Regions from separate parts of the Mus musculus genome. Here all the other regions are linked to region 2. The links are chromatin contacts, called in public promoter capture Hi-C maps. All regions are on one chromosome and are shown on one strand. The core of a region is the stretch at or near the end of the contact, and the rest is flanking DNA. Distances in the headings are between cores, read along the strand shown.

What was found. Promoter capture Hi-C pulls out the DNA fragments that hold promoters and counts their contacts. Capture Hi-C pulls out chosen DNA fragments and counts their contacts.
Region 1: a promoter capture Hi-C map of adipose tissue shows a contact between it and region 2, with 3 times the contacts expected there. The contact joins the promoter of Zfp51 here to the promoter of Zfp758 in region 2. A contact is called at or near these places in 1 of 39 promoter capture datasets (pre-B cells), 1 of 115 datasets of contacts at active chromatin or transcription factors (large pre-B cells) and 2 of 9 other capture datasets (adipose tissue and liver).
Region 3: a promoter capture Hi-C map of pre-B cells shows a contact between it and region 2, with 14 times the contacts expected there. The contact joins the promoter of Zfp40 here to the promoter of Zfp758 in region 2. A contact is called at or near these places in 9 of 39 promoter capture datasets (the 3T3-L1 cell line, the C10 cell line, embryonic stem cells and 4 more), 7 of 484 Hi-C or Micro-C datasets (adipose-derived mesenchymal stem cells, bone marrow-derived macrophages, cerebral cortex and 2 more), 6 of 115 datasets of contacts at active chromatin or transcription factors (the SCID.adh cell line, astrocytes, embryonic stem cells and 3 more) and 4 of 9 other capture datasets (adipose tissue, embryonic stem cells, liver and 1 more).

Annotation. Positions count from the first base shown.
Region 1 is chr17:21,448,990-21,451,704 of GRCm38.p6, forward strand. Zfp51 (zinc finger protein 51) reads left to right here and starts at 1,385. Exons shown (of 5, transcript NM_009558.4): 1 at 1,385-1,432.
Region 2 is chr17:22,359,969-22,362,721 of GRCm38.p6, forward strand. It overlaps Zfp758 (zinc finger protein 758), which reads left to right and starts at 1,485. Exons shown (of 3, transcript NM_001347330.1): 1 at 1,485-1,739. The coding sequence starts at 1,614. Zfp944 (zinc finger protein 944) reads right to left here and starts at 1,432. Exons shown (of 6, transcript NM_176962.4): 1 at 1,200-1,432.
Region 3 is chr17:23,191,670-23,194,477 of GRCm38.p6, forward strand. Zfp40 (zinc finger protein 40) reads right to left here and starts at 1,559. Exons shown (of 6, transcript NM_009555.2): 1 at 1,406-1,559; 2 at 8-133.

The DNA.
Region 1 (2,715 bases), core at 135-2,634, 910 kb before region 2:
TTCTATTATTAGCTATTTCACACTTGCATATTGCATTTGTATGTCCACATCAAGTATTGCCCAATATTTTGGTATACTTTTGATATAAAGTACATATTCCACTCCTAAAACTCTGCTCTTCTGATTTACAATTCCAACAAACCTCTCGATTGTGTTCATCTCTATTCATATTGCCAGGGACCCAGTAAGATAGGAGCTATGTGTTGGAGCCTGATGTGCTCAGCACAAGATGACAACTAAAGGTAGTGATTATTCTCCTACAATCTATCCATAGCCAACCTCTGGGAGGTAAAGTGAGCTGTTCCAGTTCCTAGAATGACTGTGGTCTTGTGTGAGGCCAGTGAACATAAAGACAGCTGCTGTTGGTTACTGATTACAATAATTGTATGGAGTCTAGAGAATAGTGTGTCTTAGCCCATCCTCTCCTCTTTTCCTTCTTATATCCTAACCACCTCTTCTTTGGTGTTCACCAAGCTAGATGAACTAACTAGTAACTGACTATATTAAGACTAGAACCATATACCTTATTTTTTGCATCTGTGCAAGTTAAGGTCTCTGCATTCAACACTCCAGAAAAAAGGGAGGGAGGGAGGGAGGGAGGAAGAGAGAAAGAGATAAATAGATAAATAAATAAATAAATAAATAGAGGGGTGGAAGGAAGGGAGGAGAGAAGGAAGGAAGGAAGGAAGGAAGGAAGGAAGGAAGAAAGAAAGAAAGAAAGAAAGAAAGAAAGAAAGAAAGAAAGAAAGAAAGAAAGAAAGAAAGAAAGAAAGAAAGAAAGAATTGGTTTTTCTCACTTTAAGCATAAATCACAAGACTAACTCCTTTCTGAGTTAGTAAAATGACAGACCGCCATCTAGTGGTAACATCAGTACAGCACAGGATGAATTCGGCCCTGGGCGGATAGCAAAGAGCCACTGAATTCTTGAGACACCTATTTCTTTTCAAATTCCAAGTTCTTTAAAAGTCTCTCCCAAGTCAAAATTTTAGGATTTGCTTTTGGCTTCTCATGTTTGTGTTTTGGGGATGGGACTTGGGCTTCTGAATTTAGCCTGTGTTGTTGTTGTTTGGTACAAAGTATGTATTCCAGCGGCTGGAAGTCCAGGAGGTGTTAGGCTTCCGGTCATTTATCTAAATGGTTCTGAACTCACTATGGGGGTCAGATATCGGGGTGCAAAGTCCTACCAGATCCACTTCTGGTCTAGCTAGCAGCAAGCATGAGGGGAGGCTGGGCGAGCTGACAGCTGGGCCTGTGTGGAAGGCAGCCAGAGACAAAGTGGGAGGGACGGGTCTCCGCGGGGCAGGGCCACTCACCCGGAAACGGAGGGTGCAAGCACATTGGACGTTACCAGGAAGTGTAGAAAAGTGTTGAGTGGGAGGAGTTAGAGGAGTGACGTGAGCGGAAGCTGGGAAACTAGGTGAGTGAAGCCAGGTAAGTTGAGAACCAAAGCCAAAAGTGTTAACGACCTGTTCACGTCCAGAGCTCACGGCCCTGCACCGTAGGGAATCGCGTAGTGTAGACCTGGGATAGCAGAACGGGGAGGAATTTAGGGGAAGGTAAAACGCCGGCCAGCCGTGTGCCGCGCGGGGCATCTTGGGAGAGTCAGCAGCACAGCAGCTGGAACCATAGCTCAGAAACCTCCCAAGTCAAAGGAGCTACGGGGCTGGGAAGGGGCCGGAAGAGAGCAGGGCGTGATCAGTTTTTCTGGTGTTCATAAGTAAGCTGGCTCGATATATTTTAGTGCATATAAACTGAAATAATCCTGATGTGTTTTTCATTGACCAAATGATTGCCAAAATATTCAAAATAGTAGAATAGTAGAATATTTTAGTTTATCTACTGAAGTTTGCAAACCAGTTCTCTTTGTTGAGATAAAGGATAAAGCTCTTTAAATTTACTTACATCCATGCTAACTCCACTGTTATACCCAGGACATACTTGGTGACTTAACATCCCCAGAGAGCTTTTAGCTATTACTCATGAAAGGAATGGCTGGAAATGTAACTGAATCTCAGCGTATATTTGTTGCGAGTTTCGTAGATATAGTTGTAAATATAACTAGAAGTGATTGTCATCACTTCTTCCTCTCCTTCTAGTCTCTCACTCCTCCACTACCTTCCTCCCCCTATCCTACACCTTCCTCTCTTTATCCTCAGAGAAGGGAAAGCCTCCTGTGGATATCCACCCTCCTTGGCATATCAAGATGCAGTGGGATTAGGCACTGCACTGAGGCTATTGAGGCTAGACAAGGCAGCCCAGTTAGGGAAAGGGGATCCAAAGGCAGTCAACAGAGTCAGAGACAGCCTCTGCTCCAGTTGTTAGGGGACCAACATGATAACCAAGTTGCACATCTGCTACAGTTCACAGTTAGAAAGGACATTATAAACCAGTTTTTAATCCTTTAATCCCTGTATCCTATAACCCTTTAATCCTTTAATCACAAGCCTTTAATGCCTACACTTAGGAAACTGAGGCAATTGGATCTGGGAGTTCCTTGCCACCCTGGTACATAAAGGGAGTTTAAGGACAGCTAGAACCACAGAGAAATGTCAGTGGGAAGAGGGAGAAGGAAAAGGAAAAAAGAAATAAAACAGAAAAGGTATTATATTGTATATGATGGTACTATAAATCATCTTTCAAATAATTACTTTAGCTCTTCTATATCAGAAAAAAGACAGCAAAAGTATTTTGTCTCCTTAGTTCTAGAAAACCAC
Region 2 (2,753 bases), core at 235-2,734:
CTGTGCTTTAAGTCCCCCACATCGTTTGTGGTACACATCTGGCAAACCCTCGCTTTGCTGCTGTACCTTTCTTTCTTGAACCCATGCAAGCCACTATGTGAAGGATAATGCAACACAAACTTAATTCAGAAACAATAGTAACTCAATCTCTGGGCACAACCCTGAAAACCTAATCTTGTAAGCCTTGTACTCTTATTCTTCTAGTGGTTGATCCTTGTGGATCTGCCATGATACTGGGACACTCAAGCAGCTACATCTTACCCATATGCTGTCTTGGTTCCAAAAGGACCCGACTCTCTCTTGTTTACTCTCTTCCTATGTCCAACCTGAAAGTCCCATGTACTCACCCAGTGATTGGCTCCTATATTCATTAGGGGACTGGTTCACAAGAACAGGCCCATCCACAGTAGAGGAGGAAGAGGAAGAAGAAGAGGAGGAAGAGAGATAGAGACCAAAACGTTTGGATTATATAGGGAGGCACCTCTAGTGGAAGGGCAACCAGGACCCTGGGCTGAAAAGTTAGGATTGAGGGCAGGGCCTCTCAGGTTGGTAGAACCCTGAGGTCAGGTCTGCTTTGATATTTAAAATATGCACCTCAGTCCATTGTCCTGGCATCCAAAACCAAACAGTATCAAAGGAGACAACTTTGGCTAGGTGCTTTCTTGGCTCCCGCTTCTTCTCTTGCCCCCTATTCTCTCTTCCCTTCTCTTCCTTTGTCCAACTCCACCTCTCTCTTTCCAATCACATCCTGGTTAAGTCTGGACCCTTACTTTCTGAGTCAGTCAAGTCTGCCCTGGTTCCTCTTTTTACTTCTACCTACAAAGCCCTCTGAGGATGCCTATTTCCCAGGCCATAAGCCACTCTCTCCTGAGTAGGCAAATGATGGGTCAAGGGAGTTAAGAAATCTAAGTTCGAGAAGCTTTGTAACTGCTGTTACAAAGAGAACCCCGTGTGCAAACTACAGTACTGCAAATGTTCTACGACACTATTTTCGGAAATCATTCTGGTAACCATAAGATAAATGAAAACAAACAAACAAACAAACAAAGCACGATACACCCAGTTCATAGGATCTCAAACCTCCTGACAATGATAAAAATCCACAGCATAATTGTGAGCGCGGCGTCCTTAAGAGCAACTGCAGAAAACAAGCCCCTGCTCCGCTCCAGCCCATTTCCCAGCCCCGCAGCTCCTCTGACCTGGAAGGTTCCAGGGCCGCCGGGCTGCGGTGCCCCCGGCTGCGCGGCTGATGGCTGACTCTCCCAGGTCAGCACAGGAAACCGCATCTGAGGAGAGTTACGGCCTTCGAAAAGAACCAGGCCAGGGTAAGTCGCCCGCAGTGGGAGTAGAGACAACTTGGCTCCAACAGGTACCTAAGGGGACGCGGTTCCCAGTCTCTGGCCACGATCTTTGGAGCGGCTCCCCTAGCCCCGCCCAGGACACCACGGTTCCGGTCACGTGACAGCGCTAACGCCTTCAGGCCCGCCGCTTTCACTTCCTTAATTACGTTGGTAGAGTCCGTCCAGCTGCGTTCTCTTCTAGGTCGCCAGCTCCAAATGTCCAGGCCAGAATGACGTGAAAAGCCACCACTCCCCTTGCTACCTGTGTAATCCATGTGTACTCGAACTGAGCGCTGGTTTTTCGGCCCCAGTTTCCTTCGGAAACCGGAAAGCTCCTCAGACTCTGTTTTGTGGCTGCGGACCTGGGAGAGTCAGCAGCGCAGCCCTGGAAGGTCCCAGGTCAGAGGCGCTGCGGGGCTGGGAAACGGGAGGGAGCGGAGCGGGGAGGTGGGGGGGGGGGGGGGGCTTCCGCAGCTGTTTTTATGGACGCCGCTCTCACAGTTCTGATGTGGATCTCTTACAGTTGTCAGGAAGTTGAGATCTTATGAACAGTTGGTCTATCATGGTTTTTTTTCATTTATCCTCCAGTTAACAGAATATTCAGTCGTAAAATAACTCATTAAAAATGATAGACCAGTTGTATTATCTGCTGTTTGCTATTGTGTCAATCACAAAGCTTACGGAATGTAAATTTATTCATATTTTCTAACTCCTGTGTTTTACTAATTGCTTATTCAAGAGGATACGTTTTACCCTGCTATGTAGAACTTTGTGTATATAGTAATCATATGAAGAACCAGTGCACACTTTTTTGAACGAGAAAATATACTTTGTGTTATGCTACGGCTATGATTGTAAACATTACTATTTACTAAGCATACTTTTTATTGCCCATGAATTATTCGTCTGAGTTGTATGCAGTTTAGGATGTAAGTAAAGCATTCAGAAATGCGTCTTCATATGCTGATTTATTTTTTAAATTGCCTAATTTTTACTAGATATTTTCTTTATGTATATTTCACATGTTATCCCTTTTCCTGGTTTCTCCTCCGAATACACCGCCTCACCCCCTGCTCCCCAACCCACCCACTCCCACTTCCTGGCCCTGGCATTCCCCTACACAGGGGCATAGAACCTTCATAGGACCAAGGGCCTCATCTCCCATTGATGACCAACTAGGCCATCCTCTGCTACATATGCAGCTGGAACCTTGAGTCTCACCATGTGTATGTTCTCTTTGGTTGGTGGTTTAGTCTCTGGGAGCTCTCGGGATACTGGTTAGTTCATATTGTTTCTCCTATGGGGCTGCAAGCTCTTTCAGCTCCTTGGGTCCTTTCGGTAGCTCCTCCATTGGGGACCCTGTGCTCAGTCCAGGGGTTGACTTCGAGGATCTACCTGTATATTTGTCAGGCA
Region 3 (2,808 bases), core at 309-2,808, 830 kb after region 2:
TTCTCACCTAGAGAAACCAGACTGCTATACTTCTCCAACTGGAGATCTCTGTAAAAGCCCCGTGAGTAAGGTCTAGGCCTTCACATTCCTCCTGCACCAAGTCCACCTTCACAGCCTTGAAGATCAACAGATCCTTAAATAAAAAAGTAAAACAAACAGTGACAAAAAGCAGACAACAGTTTGGCCACATGTGCAAGGGCAGAGTGCTTTTTGTGAAACAAGGAGTCATTCATTACTCTGATTCCAGTGAGCGAATACAATTATTGAAACGATGCTTTCTAATTTTAGTTTTAATCTAAACTGAGTTTGCTGACTATAAAATCATGATTACACATTTCTGAATTGTGTATTTACACTCCAAATACTGTATTTATAGAGTGCTTACATCTCAAGACAGAAAATTAACAGGGAGTAAAATTTGCTTAGTAAACATTAATGTTTACAGCAGTAACTTTGGCATTTAATAAAGTACTGCTATGGGTAGCTGGCCAGAGATGACCACTCAAACAGTTTATAGCCCACTCAAAGTCTTTATTCCAGCCGGTTGAGACCACACCCAAGTGTTCAGGGACCTAAGTGTTTCTGTGAATGTCCAAAACATAGGGGTTTTAAGGGCAGGGACCTCATCCAGGCATCTTGCATAGCAGCTGCTGGGGCCATTCTGCAGAGTAAGTAGTTTGAAGCAAGCAGTTTTTAACAGTAGCTAAAATAGGAGGTTAGCCATCCTGATGGGAGGTTCCAGCACACCAGCAGCTAGGATCTAAGGTTGACTGGAAGAGGTTACTCAAAAACTTTAATCAATGGCTAAGTATGGTAGGTTAGCTAGGACATCCTGACCTAGAATAGAGTTGGGTCGTTTTTTTCATGGGATTCTCCATCAAGAAAATAATTTTTTAGTTAACCCTGGAAACGGTCTCAGCAGGAATACAACAAGATGGAGGAACCGCTACACTGTTTTGCTCTGTCACAGTGTATATTCTGATTCTATCAAATCTGCACTGGTTCTTCATGCGACTAGTATCTACAAAGCTTTCTGCTGTGCTTAGTCCCAGGGGCAAAGGACAATCTCTGAAATAGGCAAGTAGTAGAACACAGAAGTTAGAAAAAAGCATGCATGAATTTAAATTCCAGCAGCTTTGTAACTATTACAAAGCAATGAGAAGCCTGCTTGCAGACAACAGATGATGCAAATGCTCTAGCAGATTATTTTATGAAAATATTCTGGCCAGCATAAGATAAATGCAAAAATGACGATAAACCCCTGTTCATATGATTTCAATCTTCCCGACAATGGTAGGCTATCCATGGTTAAAAGATTATCTACTACAGAATTGTGAGAGCGGCTTCCTTTGAGCAGCCTCCACCCTTGCTCCCGCCCGTTTCCCAGCCCCGCGGCTCCTCTGACCTGGGCGTTCTATGGCTGCCGGGCTGAGGCTCAAGCTACAGCGCTGTTGACTAATGACTTTCTCAGGACTCCTCTCGCGGCACCTGTGGATGCCTGGAATTTTCACGCCCTCCTAGAGAAGCCCGTGTCCTCCACCCCGGATTCCGGACCTCGCAGCTTCCCCGGTCCCTCAGTGAATGGTGAATTTTTCTGTCACTCTGTGCAGGCTCCTTGGAGCACCGCCCTAGCTCCGCCCACCACACGCTGGTTCCGGTTACGTGAGGGTTTTTTTTTTTTTTTTTTTTTTTTTTGTAAGCCCACCCCTCCCAAGCTCTTCTCTTTCTTTCTTTCTTTCTTTCTTTCTTTCTTTCTTTCTTTCTTTCTTTCTTTCTTTCTTTCTTTCTTTCTTTCTTTCTTTCTTTCTTTCTTTCTTTCTTTCTTTCTTTCTTTCTTTCTTTCTTTCTTTCTTTCTTTCTTTCTTTCTTTCTTTCTTTTTTTCCAAGTCTATCCGATTGTTTTCGTTTTTAAAAACTTCCTCGCCTTCTGATCAGGCGAGTATCCCCGCTCCGCGGAGGCAGGTCCCTCCTAGTCAGTATTGGACAGCCTGTCACACAGCTCTAGCTGTCAGGCTGCGCTGCACACGCTCAGCACAGTCCCACCCACCCACCTACCAGGCTTGCTGACAGCTAGACCAGAACTGGATCTAGTCCGCTGCACCCAGGTCTGACCCAGACCGTGGCTTCTGAAGTCTTCAGATAGAAGTTATTCTGCCTAACTTTTCATCTTGAGATACTAGCCTTCTGGACTACAGCAAAAAGGAATCAGCCGACACCCTAAATTCTGACTTTTGTTCCGCTCCCAACATTATAGTAAACCTAAGGTTAAAATGCCCTTGACCTAAAACAGACAAACAAACAAACAAACAAACAAACAAAAAACCCAAAACAAAACAAAACAAAACAAAAAAAAACTATAGCTGTGTCCTTTAAGGAAAACACTGTAAGTGGTATCTTAAAGATACATAGCTCAAAAACCAAGAGTCAAATTCAAGGAGAACAAAGCAGGTTGAGCATGTAAATGAACTAAAAAAAGACAGGAACAAAATGATTTGTTGGGGGGAGGGGGCAGATAGCAAATGCTGATGGAAATGAGGACGACTTAAGATATGAAGATTGAATTCAATAAGTAGCTAGAAACATCGAAAAAGTCCAAACTGAAGTGAAGCAAGAAATCAAAACTGCAATGTCTAATAATAACTCAGAACAGGTAGGAGACAGAATATCAGGCTTGAAGACAAAGTACGGGAGCGGGATGTCTCAGTCAAAGGAAATGATGAATTAAAAGAAAATACACAAGTAGCACTGTTTAAAGGCAGAAGTGAAATTTAAACTGTGCATCCAACACTTATATGAAATAATTTAAAT